Linked DNA regions of Rattus norvegicus: region 1 is linked to region 2. A link is a contact called in public Hi-C data. All regions are on one chromosome and are shown on one strand. The core of a region is the stretch at or near the end of the contact, and the rest is flanking DNA. Distances in the headings are between cores, read along the strand shown. Region 1 overlaps Nrp1 (neuropilin 1). Region 2 overlaps Pard3 (par-3 family cell polarity regulator).

Region 1 (6,197 bases), core at 2,213-4,712, 1.3 Mb after region 2:
GTTTGCAAACTAGAAGAAGGAAATCTCACAAGCCACAGCCTAACTATTTATTTTCATCACCATTCTGCAGAATCAAGAAGCGCAAAGTTTGTCTGTTGTGCCTGCCACAGAGTTGGCAGTTTTACAACAGCACTTACAGAGGGTGTGCCACAAGACTGGCTCAGGAAACCAAGGTTTACACTGTGCCTGGGCAGAGAAACACCCTGGGAGCATCCCCCTTATCCTCTCGCTCAGAGGAAAACCCAAGGACTCTGTACGCCCAGTGGTGCGGGTTATCAAAGGCTGCCCTCCTTTGTTTTCTGTTCGTATTCTGTGACATTCTTCCCTACAGACTCACATGAAGGGAAGCAGTTGTATAAGCAACCAGAGGGATTTTTTTTAAATACTTTGGAGTTAATCATTAGTGGAAGGTGAGAGGGTCAGCTTCCCAGATACTTTCATTTCCTTTATTGAAGTTCACTCAGCCTTGGCCTCTGCAGTCATTTATTAATGGACCGTGTGGTGTGTGTGTGTCAGTGTTTCCTCCACACTGACTGCCTCACAGAGGACTAGAAAGGACTTCCCTAATTAGCATGCTTCCTTAAAGGCCACCGTCACCATTGACCCGATTAAACTGCAAAGCAAACTTCTGCAGAACTTTCTCCCAGTTTTCAGGAGTTCAGCTGACAAAATGCTTGTTCCCACATAGCCCCAAACCCCTCAGTCACCTCAATCCACCAAGTGCTGTGTTCCTGCTCAGACCTGTTGTAATTTGACTTTGGGGCTCTAGCCTAAGATGTTGCTAGGCTCTGAACCCAGGCCCTAGCAGCCACAATAAGCTAGGTTTGGCCACCTATCCTCAACAGGTCATTCAAACAAACAAGTAATAGTGACAAGCAGAGAAAGACGATTTATTCACATTGGGAAGAGGTCCAGTGACCTGACCCTCAACTCCATCTCAGAGATTCAGACGTGGGTTGTGTGTTTAAATGGAGGGCAAGAGGCATGCCGTCAGCCTGTGTGAAGTCTTCCCAGAGACCAAGTTCTCCCTCTGGCTGGCCCAGCCTGCAGCCTTCCTCCTCCCAGAATGAGATTCACAAGGAAATTCCAATGTTGCTTTAATAGTCTGATGACAAAGGAAAAGGCACAGTGTCTGTTCGCAAATATTTTACTCTTACCTGTCTGTTACCAGGATGAAAGCCCTGGTCTACATGTCCCAAGTAGGGTTTCTCTGTAGGGTTGAGGCTGTGGAACTATGGCTCTCAATACACTGTCTTTGGCCCTCTATCAGGAAGAGGACGAGTGAATATATGAGGTTGTGATGGCGCCCTATGCACTTTAGCTGCTCATCTAGTTTCCTCTCTTGCTAGAAAGGATTAGAAGCACCCTGAAATAGTGAGCTCACCTGCTTCATCCACCTCTCTTCTCCCCTATTAAACGAGATAGCGCTCTTCAAAAAGAGTGTAAATGAAGGCATTGGCGACCACACCGGTAGAGGTTTCGATAACACGTTTGACAGGACCTCTAGGTCACGCTTGTGAAGGTCTTATAAACAAGGGGCTGTCAGCCCAATCTCAGGGTCTGCCGAAGTCAGAGGGCAGGTGTACACAGAGCATGAATCAGTAAGATTTGTTGCTACCACCATCTAGACAAGACTGGTTCAAACAGCCTGCCTGGTCATAGAGATAGACAATGTCTATATGGTTTCCTGTTTATTCCATTGTCTGAGTTATAAATCTGGTCCTCACCTCCTCACTGGAGGGTCATGCACTGTGTGACCTTTAAAAGCTATATGTTCGCTGTAACCTTCTGGTTAGGTCACTGCATGGGCCTCACAGGGAGGTAATGTGCTTCCAGACAGGTCTAGCTCAAGGTGAGGCCTCCCACACTTCACAGGTGGCCACAGACAGACCCTACTCCTTCATCAAGATTCTGTTTTCATGAGCAGTTGCAAACGAAGCAGAATCTTAAGATTCTGTTTTAAGGGCCGAGTGGGTATCTCAGTGAGTATATGTAAGCACTTACCCCTGCTGTGCAAGCTTGGGGACCTGAGTTCAATCATCAGAATCCACACAGAAACAGGGTGTGTGGAGTATGCATGGAGGTGGAGACAGGCAGATCCCAGTGGCTCACTGACTAGCAGGCCTAGCCTACCCGGCAAGTTCCAGGCCCCAGTGAGAGCCGATTACAAAACAGGATGGTGCCTGAAGAACAACATCTGAAATTTACCTCTGACATACATATAGACACATACCCATGCATGAACATGTCCACACACACACACACACACACACACACACACACACACACAGAGACAGAGACAGACAGAGAGAGATTCATCTTGAAGATTCTGATCAATATAATACACTCAGCACAGATACAATATCCATATACTACCTAGGTTGTCATTAGAGACATAAAAGGCTATTCATGCTTGGATAGACTTCCCTGTTTAATGCATTTCTCGTTGCAAAGGACTTTCACCCTCTGAGGGTCTTTCCACATCCCCACAGCAGCTCACAGTATTTTGGTGACTTATGATTGTGTGGGCTTCCGTACCACTTGCTTGGACTTTAAGACCAGCTGATAACCAAGCAGTGATCATGCTAGATAGGAACCTTGACTAGAAAATTAAATCTTTGCTTACATCCTGTGCTTAATGACCCAACTGCAGGCAAGATCCTTTCAGTAGTGCAGCTGGCATTTGCTCACAGAAGCCATAAATTTGTTTTAAGCTCAGAATATTGTTTCCTGCTATTTTTAAGAAGGGATTTAGTCCAATTATTACTATTGAATTTAATGAGAACTGTGCACAACTCCAGGGCCTGGGTAATAATTTAAAAGCTTAGCCATCAGGGTCCCTGCATCTTCATATCTCTTCTCTTCTTTCTCCATTTTCTTCTTCGTGATCCATATGAAGTTTTTTTGGTTTTTGTTTTTGACTGTTTGTTTTTCCCTCTACAAATGTCTGCTGATACAATTGTCATCACTGAGCTCCACAACCTAGATCCCAGCCCCTCTGATTTCTTTTTCTTCTTTAATAAATAAGATAGCTGTAAGTTATTAAAACAAGACAAGTAGACAAGGAGGGTTCAATACCATGTAAGGTGGATTCCTCAGTTAAATTTTAGGGCTGGCCAGGTCACTGGAAGATAAAGCTGAACCACTATTTACTGAGAAGAAGGAAAATGTAAGGAACGTCTTTCTCCACATCTTGGCCTTTTCTAAAATGCCAAATTCATATGCTTTACGATGTCATCAGAATGTTAGCCAACATAGTGCACAGTGTGGTTTTCTGGACCAGAGAGCAAATTCTATGTGTTAGCAAAGTAGATGAAACCACTTGTGAAGCTTTTCTGCCCTCTTGCATATCTTACAAAGCAGACTAAAGAAAAAACAAAAAGTCAAAACCTCACACTTTCACATCAACATTTCCTACCACGAGGTTACACAACAGTACATTCCAGGACAAGGATGTTGACCGTGCCTCTGTGGAAGTCAGCTTTGCTGCCCAAGGGCGGTAACTTCAAGAGAGATTTTTGAGCCTTATGAAGTTCCACTTCGTGCTTCAATATCTTACACATGAAAACTCCCTCTCCGTTGACACTCTGGCTGCCCTTTTGCACTAGCTGACTAGGTGCAAATGCTCACATCGTGTGACCAACTTCTCGTTTGGAACCAACTCTGCCCACCCTTTGAGAGGTCACATTACCTCCTGATTATAAGGACTTACATCCCTCCCACTTTCTTCTGATTATTCATATAGTGAGTTCCTTCCAAAATCTGATACCAGAACTTGAAAAGAATTCCTTGGAAACCAAAATGTGCAAAGTAAAGCATCCTTATCCATTTAATAAATCTTCCTATTAAAACCCCTCACGCCATTGTTCAGTGAGGAGGGTAAGGGGCACTGGAAAGAACTGGAAGAGCGATTGAAGGACTTTGTATTAAACACTTGGGCAAGTTAAAGAAATGCTCAAAGACGTGGTCTCTGCCTGACCCTAAGACAGCCCATAATAGCAGGCTTTCCTTTATTTTTGCAAGTCTTTCCAGACTCCAGTTGGACAGACACCCATGATGTGGCTCTATTCAACTCAATACTGCCATCTTGTGGATGACTAATTTCAGGCTTGCTCTGCCTGGGGACTGGACAAAGATCTCATCTTTAGGATTTTTAGCCTCTGCTGACTCCTTCCCAAACAAAACCCTATCATCGATTTTTTTTTTAATACTTCTAAACTCAAGACCCTTTCAAAGAACTGAGTTGAGTAAATGAAAGGTTTTGGGGTTAAGGATCAGTAAGGTCAAATGCCTTCCTGCAAACCCATTTATGCTTTCAACCTCCAAAGGAAACATTTGGAAGATTTTAAAAAGCATTTCTGAAGAGTCAATGTTTAAATGAATTTGGGCTTTATGTGACCTCACATTGAGGTTTTAAGTGGGGTGAACAATTTATATGCAGAAATTCACCATAAAATAAATAAATAAAAATGAACAGGCTTATTCTGAAATGAATTGACCTGATGGAAAGCACAGAAGAAAGAAAATAATCTCAGCAAAACGGTCCAGTCATTCTTTCCTGACAAAAGGCGTGGGCCATCAGCTGGCGTGATGAGAAGTGAAACTCAGGGGCAGGCTTCCTGCCAACTCACATCCCAGCGTCAGACACTTGTGGCTAATCTCTAATAAGATTCCTATCATCGATGCTTATCAATTTTTATGGTTCGTCTTCAATAATAGTATTTTTTGTATCGACTATTGTGCAACTCGGGAAAGTACCACTGATGTGTTGTACACGAGTACCTTAGAAAGTAGTCTTCCTGGAAATCTTACATAAACCCAATTTGGTGGGCCACCCATAATCTTTTTAAAGATGGACAAGAAAAAGAATGATAAAGCTAAATGTGACTTTGCAAACATTTCGGCGTGTTCATGCAACTGTTAGTTTCTTGGTAATCCTGGATTTGGTGGATTTCCCATAGCTTTAGAACAAATATGGAATTTTTAAAAAAAAACGATGCCCTGATTATTAATGGCCTTCCTGATCCTGGTGGTTAATTCTTCCCTTATGTCTGTCTGCCCTTCCCCACTGAAGAGTTCCCGACATACGGTTTTAACTGCGAGTTTGGCTGGGGCTCTCACAAGACATTCTGCCACTGGGAACATGACAGCCACGCGCAGCTCAGGTGGAGGGTGCTGACCAGCAAGACGGGGCCCATTCAGGACCACACAGGTGAGAGCGCCGTCATGGCTCCGTGTTTGGTACATCTTTAGTGGGAAGGTTCCTGACACCTGTAACTTTACGGATGATGAGAAACACTAGAAGCATTCGCTCATGTTTTCTCTTTTCTAGAATTGTCAAGCATGCATTCCTTACTGGAAAGAGGCTAGGGGCAAGAAGAAGAATTCTGATTGCATTTGGCTATGGGTTGGCCTTCCTAAAGAGCAAGTGAGCAAGGATGGGGGAGCGACGTCAGGTCGACATTAGATATATTCAGTGAACTCAAACTCATTATAGTTTTTCCAAACCTTTACCAAGGACAACTTGAACCATTTTCAGTAGAAGGGAATAAAATAACTTAAAACCAGACATGATACGTGCTGGCAATCTAGGCACTCAGAAGGGGCAAACAGGAGGATCAGAAGTTCAAGTTTACCTTGGCTACACACTGCGTTCCAGACCAGCATGGGTTATGTGAGGCCCTGTCCCAGGAAAGGAATAACTGCATGGTGGGCACTCTGTAATGCTTCATCAGTGATGTCCCCATCCTAGACTCTGCACCAATGGATCACCAGGCACAGTACATCATCTTGGTGGTGCTTCTTCTCTGTTCCCCTGATGTAAAGGGAGAACGATGTGTTATAGGAGACCTATCTCAACCTAGCCTATTTTCCCAGCTCTCTACCCATACTTTCCTCCTACAAGGAACTACTGGGACAGGAATGAGTGCAGACAGCTAATTCAGTGTGTTCCTTACCACCCTGATCCTGGTTTCTTTACCCTGCATGGAGTTCTTACACAGACTCACTTGCTACACACACAAACACACATACACACACACATACCACTACCACCACACTCCTGAATTGTATTCAACAGAGGTCTGTCAAAAGGCCCATAAGTTGAGTATTTGGGATACTGAAGAATCCCTGGATTCTCACATGCCAGCCCAGGGGGTGACTGGCTTGTGGGCTTCCAGATGGGTAGGAGGTGTTCC
Region 2 (6,470 bases), core at 3,260-5,759:
AGCTGTAACGTTAGTGGGTACTGTCACTGTGGAACTTCAAAATGCATGCCAGGCCTTTGCTAGTGATGGTTTCTTTCTTCCTTTCCCTCCCTCCTTCCCTCCCTCCCTCCCTCCCCCTTCCTTCCTTCCTTCCTTCCTTCCTTCCTTCCTTCCTTCCTTTCTTTCCTTCTTTCCTTCTTTCTTTTTTATTTCATTTTAAAATCCACCCTTTGACTTGTTTCGAGATGTCAGGATAGGAAGAGTCAGCCAGGAAAGAGCCTGTGCGTAGCTGGATCCGTCTTTGCGTCGGAAGAGAAACGAGAAATGAATGGAAATAAAAGCACGTCGATTAATTTATCCATCTCGTGAGAAGCCGTGTTCACAGAGCCCTGTCCAGCAGGATTGTTTCATTTACTGTTCTCTGGAGATAAAGCAGTCACAGAAACGCGGCCACTCACCACTTAATATGTTGCAGCTCTCTGCAAAGTAAACGGGCACACATGCTTTCAAGCTGATTTCGTGTCAGTGCTGTGGACTGCGCTTTGCCCACGCCCTTGGTTCTCAGCGTCACTGTTTCTTCCCTGCTTCCATTACTCTTGCATTTACGGTTTCGAGTGCTTATTAGCTCAGTGAACAATTGTCTCCATGTTGGTTTCTACATTGGATGACAACAGAATTATCTTATCCTTCATGATTTTCACGTATGACTGTATATTCCCTCCTCCCCCGACCGCCGTGAGTTCTCGTCTCACACCTGTGTCCTGGGTTCTCCGCCACAGTGCTGGGATCGCACCTGGTCCTGCCTTCTACTTGTAGCTCCTCCAGCACGCAGGCAAATTAACACAGACAAAGCCCATTATGAGGCAAACCATTTATTCTACTAATTGGTTGGCAATATTCATTTTAATGGGACCTGGCATGTTATCTTCGGCTGTGCTGACTAACTGTTTGAGAGGCGATGTGGGCCTGCTTGACCTTCCGTTTCCAGGCTCCTTCATGTCCAGTGGCTGCCTTGGTTAACTTATATCTATGGACTCTCACCATCGACCCTCACAGACTGATCATGGTATTTGGAAGACTCCAGCACTGACTGAGAACCAGAGCACTGTTGTGGTGGGGCGCTGGGTGGTGAAGTGTGTGTGTGAGAGGCTTGCACAGGGGCAGAAAGGGGAAGATGAAGGGTGTAGAGGTGGGTGTGGGAGAGGGGTAAGATAATCCTTTTGTTCACTACCGACTTAGTCTTTACTAGAGCTCATTCTAACAAATTAAAAGGGCTCTTGATTCTGGCGAAGGCAGGTTGTGTCTTCTCTCAGCCCGTGAGGCTCTGAAACGAACTCAGGTGTCTGTGCGGATGCAGACAAGTCTCCAGGTGACGAGTTGTTTCTGTCTACGGCCATGCGGAGTGTTAAGTAAGTAGAGTGCCCTGGACCACACCCATTCTCTGCCTTGGAGGAAAGAGACTAAGTTTAGTGTTTGTTTTGTTTTGTTCTTTGTTTTTTTCTGTTTTGCATTTGTTTGGCTTCTGCTTCTCCGTGCATCTACAGTTTTCTGCACTCACTCGGGCATTTTAAGCACAATGACCTGCAAATATCTTCTTGCTATACCACTGTTCTCTGGTGTGTCTTGGACGTGTTTCTGTAGCAGCGAATGGAGACCAACTCTGCCCAACAGTCTTAGTAATTAGCGGATAAGTACAGACTTCGTTACTAACAGTTCTTAGTAATTAGTGGGCCATTTCTTACAACCCCCACTCTCCTGTTTTAGTTGCTGCTCTGAGGTTGTTCCTAGGGCTCCCTATGCCTCGTCTTCTCCATGTAGTCCCATGATTTAGAGCACACTGTTGTTCCTTAACAGTTCCTTGTTGATAAACAGAGGTCCTGGGCTTTGGCTACTGACTGAGACTGGAGACAGGGAGGGACTGCCTGCCACTCAAGAGTTTTAAACCCTGGGCTCTAAGTTAGATACCTCATCTCCTGTGTTATTTAGGGTGTGTGTGTGTGTGTGTGTGTGTGTGTGTGTGTGTGTGTGTGTATGTGTGTGTGTGCGCGCGCGCGCACAGGCGCACTGTATATCTGTGTATATGTGTATGTCTGTGTGTGTATATGTGTATGTCTGTGTGTATATGTGTGTGTATATGTGTATGTCTGTGTGTGTATATCTGTGTATATGTGTATGTCTGTGTATATCTGTGTATATGTATATGTCTGTGTGTGTATATGTGTGTGTATATGTGTATGTCTGTGTGTGTATATCTGTGTATATGTGTATGTGTGTCTGTATGTGCATATGTGCGTGTATATGTGTATGTCTGTGTATATGTGTGTATATGTGTATGTCTCTGTGTATATGTGTATGTATGTGTATCTGTGTGTATATGTGTGTGTGTATGTATATGTGTGTGCTGTATATGTGTATGTGTGTGCTGTATATGTATGTATGTATGTATGTGTATATGTGTGGTATGTTTGTATCTGTGTATATATGTATGGGTATGCGTGTGTATGTGTGTGTATATATGGGTCTCTGTGTGTCTATGTGTATGCTATATATGTGTGTGTATGTATGTGTGTGTATGTGTGTGTCTGTGTGTATATGTGTGTGCTGTCTGTGTATATGTGTATGTATGTGTGTATATGTGTGTATATGTATGTATGTGTGTGTTTCTGTGTATCTGTGTATATATGCGTGTCTGTGTGTTGTTTGTGCTGTTTTGCGCTGGTGACATGCTATGACTTGGTACATTCACTGTGTAGTTCCTTCCCCTTTTTGTCCTGGGAGCGGCTCTTGGCTTTTGGAGCTCTGTTTCTGACTCTTACTCAATGTAAACAAAACCAGTGTATTGTAAAAATCCCGGTGAGTGGGCTGAGGGTGGGACCCCGTTGGTGCTTATGTATCAGACAGCTGGCCCCAGACCCTGTCTCCAGCACTACATAACTGAACACATAACTGACTATTAACTGAACACGGTAGCATCTACCTGTAGCCTCAGCATGGGCTGATACAGAAAGGAGGATTGGACACCCAGGTCTTCTCCATTCATAGGGATTTTTAGGCCAGCCTGACCTACATGAGCTACTGTCTCAAAAAGGAAGGAGGAGCAAAATCATAATGAAAATTATAACTTATTTACATTTAAATTAGTGGGCATGTCGGTAACGCTTTAATTAAATTACAGCTGCTAGTTCCATTTTGTAGAACTACAAGCAAGGGGCAGTTTCTACAGTTGGTGTAACTACCTTTTTACTTATTGTTAAGATATATGTTTTATGTGTATGAGTGTTTACCTGCAGGTATGTATATGTATGTACTACCTGTGTGCATGCCTGATGTCCTTGGAGGCCAGAAGAGGGACTCAGGTCCCCTAGAACTGGAGTTAGGATGGTTGTGAGCTAAACCAAAGATCAGCAAGCGTTCTTAACTGCTAAGCCATCTTTTGATGGGTATTTTCAAAAACCCACTTTTAAAATTATTAATATTTTTTTAATAGGTCATTTTTGATTTGTCTCCAAAAGTGGCAACAGTTCTGGGTCTTGTCTACTTGTGAATGACCCAGAAGCTGAAGCTGGGAACTTTGCTTCCCCCCACTACACATCCCCCACTCCTCCCCCACACCCCCCCACATTCCCCCATCCACCCCGGCGCCTTCCCCAAGCTCCTCCCTGCTCCTCCCCCACGGTTCCCCCCACGCTCCCCCATTCCCTCCCACGCTCCCCCATGCTCTCCACACGCTCCCCCCACGCTTTCCCCCCACGCTCTCCTATTCCCCCACACTCCCCCATGCTCCCCCATTCTTTCCCCAAGCTCCCTCCTGCTCCTCCCCCACGCTTCCCCCCTACGCTCCCCCATTCCCCCCCCAACGCCTCCCCCACGCCTCCTCCCCCACGCCCTCTCCATGTCCCCCCCCCCCCCATTTCAGTGTTAAGCTATTCAGGAATCTTTCCCCCACCTCTGTTTGTTCTGTGGTGTGCTCTTTGTTGGAGGGGGACGTGCTGCCCATTTAGCCTAGGGATTGAGATTCAGGGGTGAGCCTTTAGAGGATGTGTTGCCAGGAGACAGACCAGCGAGCATCAGCAGAGGAGAGCTTAGCTGATGAGTTTCTTTTCTTGACTGACAGCGCACGTGAATTTTTAGGTCTCCCGTGCTGGTGCTTAAATGTAATTGCCTGATTGTTTCATACCAAATCCCAGCTCCCGCTATGCGAATACAGAGCAACAGCACTCATTGTCTGTGTTCTAGCAGTGTGCGTGCTGTTCCGGGTCTTAGGCAGGCAGTGGAAGAGAGAGTGGGGCCGGGCCCTTCACTGTCCACGGATACGAGGCAGTCAGCCATTGTTCTTCTCAGGGGCAAGGTGGGCTTGAGCTTGGTGTTGCTGGGTGCCCACACCTAATTGTCTTGCCTCCTACCCTGATCTCTCACCTAACTGTTCTTGTCCTGCGTGGTGGTGTCTTTGTGCCCAGTGTAGAGAGGGAATGCTGGGTCACCGTCAAAGGGCGGCAGAGTGTGGCAGATTTAGAAAGGTGATCACAGAGTTGGTCCTAGCGGTGGTAAGTTGTGCATCCAGGACTGGAAGTCTAAACTCTCTACTCCCGCAAGTACACCGTGTGCCTGCTTTGCCCGGGACAGCCTTAAAAGAGACAAGTTCAGACTGGGGTGCCCAAAGTGGACGGACGTAGCTGTCGGCTGAGCCTTTGAGGTTGGGAACCTGCGTGTGAATGCTTGCCAGGCCAATCAGGGTGTTTTCAGAGCACCCTGAGTGTGGCTTATATTTCCCCACCCTGGGACACGGTACAGTGGTAGAGGTAGAAAGAACCTGTTTTTTTAGGGTGAGCAGGGCCATTTCATACGGAGGAAGCTCAGGTCTACAGTGTATGGTTTTAATTTCTAAACTCTTGGGGTTACAGTAAGGGGCAGGCCAGTGAATTCTGTTTTTTTTTTTTTTTTTTAACGTTTTATTTACTTATTTTGGTTGTGTTTTTACTGTTGGTGCTGCTTGTTGAGACGGGGTTTCGAATAGACCAGAGTGGCCTTGAACTTCCTAAGTAGCTGAGGATGATCTCCAACATCCTCTCCTGAGCGCTCAAGTGCTGGGTTCTCAGGTATGCCCTGCCACATCCGGTTTATGTGATATTCATGATGGGCCCTAGGGCCTTTGCATGCTGGCTGAGCACTCTGCCATCGACACCAGTCCCCAGCTCCTCCTGAGTGTTACTGTATTACACGTTGGGTATAACTAAACATGTGCGGCTGCTGAGACACTTTTTATGTTGAAACCTACTCTGCCCATATGGTTTAGTGAGTGAATATATACATACATACATACATACATACATACATACATGCATGCTGCTGACCTCAAGACAATAGCAGATCACCCCCAAAATAATGGTAAACTCTCTTATTACAAGCCTAGGGTCTTGGTTGTGCATGTGGTGTGTGTGTACGCGCGCGCGAGTGTGTGTGTGTGTACCTGTGTGTGCCTGTGTGTGTGTGTGCGCGTGTGCCTGTGTGTGTGCCTGTGCCTGTGTATGTGTGCCTGTGTGTGTGCCTGTGTGTGTGCCTGTGCCTGTGTGTGTGTGTGTGTGTGTGCGCGCGCGCGCGAGTATGCCTCTGTGTGTGTGTGTGTGTGTGTGTGTGTGTGTGTGTTTTCCTGGGGATTGAACTCAAGATCATGTGCTTAATAGGTAAGTGTTCTAACAACAAGCCACCCTACACCCCCTCGTCTCTCTGATTTCAAACAAGTCATAAAAAGAGAATTTAGACAACTAGTTTGAGTGTTTGATCTCTAGCAGTTCAACTGGCGAGTACTCTCTCTTTAGTGCACCCCTGCAGTGGAGTCAGACAGTTTCAGCTGGCCCGTGTGTGTATGGTGCATACGCCACCTCCGAGGTACACAGATCTTTCTGGGACTGTGTGGACTCTGAGCAGCAGAGTCATTTGCAGTTCTGTGCCTACCGACCTTCGCCTGTGTGCGCCTTCTGTGCACAGCTGTGTAAGATGGCGGGGACTCCCCCAGGGTGATTTTGGATCGAGATTTCTGCATATGTGCACGAAAGCCTTCCTTTCTTCTTTCTGGCCGGGGCTGTAAAGAGATCGTATTAGTGTAGCCTTTGCCTCCTCAGGTGAGGATGAGTGACTTGTGGTTGAAATTTACTTTAGCAGGTTGTATCAAACTGTTAAAAGATATTGAAAATGTTTAACACGAGAGTCAGAGGCAATAAATCACAAATGGCTGTTGAAACAGATGTCCAAGGCACATGGTGGACAGAGCTGGTATCTGGGCAGAGGCTTTGCATTCCTCCCCAGTCAGGCCCTTCATCCTCACCTCATAACTCTGCAGTCATAGAAGGCTGGGAGAGCGGGTGGTGAAGGAGGGATTTAGCACCCCGGCCCCCTTTGGGGGAGGGTTTAAAAAGCCTGTTCTTTCAGTAATTTTGTGGGCCATTTGGTTTTTCATGGGGATTAAAAAATCATATTTGAAGGATGTAGGCACC

What was found. Hi-C and Micro-C count contacts between places; a contact is called where the count stands out from the background.
Region 1: a contact with region 2 is called in a Hi-C map of the Rat2 cell line, with 12 times the contacts expected there. The contact joins two enhancer-like sites. A contact is called at or near these places in 6 of 12 Hi-C or Micro-C datasets (the A7r5 cell line, the Rat2 cell line, Schwann cells and 3 more).

The regions. Positions count from the first base shown.
Region 1 is chr19:73,394,034-73,400,230 of GRCr8, forward strand. It overlaps Nrp1 (neuropilin 1), which reads left to right. Exons shown (of 18, transcript NM_145098.2): 14 at 5,075-5,212. Among named protein-coding and RNA genes, the nearest start is that of Nrp1, 140 kb to the left of the region's middle. Within about 2 kb of position 3,463, at least 6 of the 93 cell types and tissues checked have an H3K27ac peak or open chromatin away from gene starts, as enhancers often do.
Region 2 is chr19:72,111,537-72,118,006 of GRCr8, forward strand. The region is part of intron 2 of Pard3 (par-3 family cell polarity regulator); the gene reads left to right. Among named protein-coding and RNA genes, the nearest start is that of Pard3, 140 kb to the left of the region's middle. Within about 2 kb of position 4,510, at least 6 of the 93 cell types and tissues checked have an H3K27ac peak or open chromatin away from gene starts, as enhancers often do.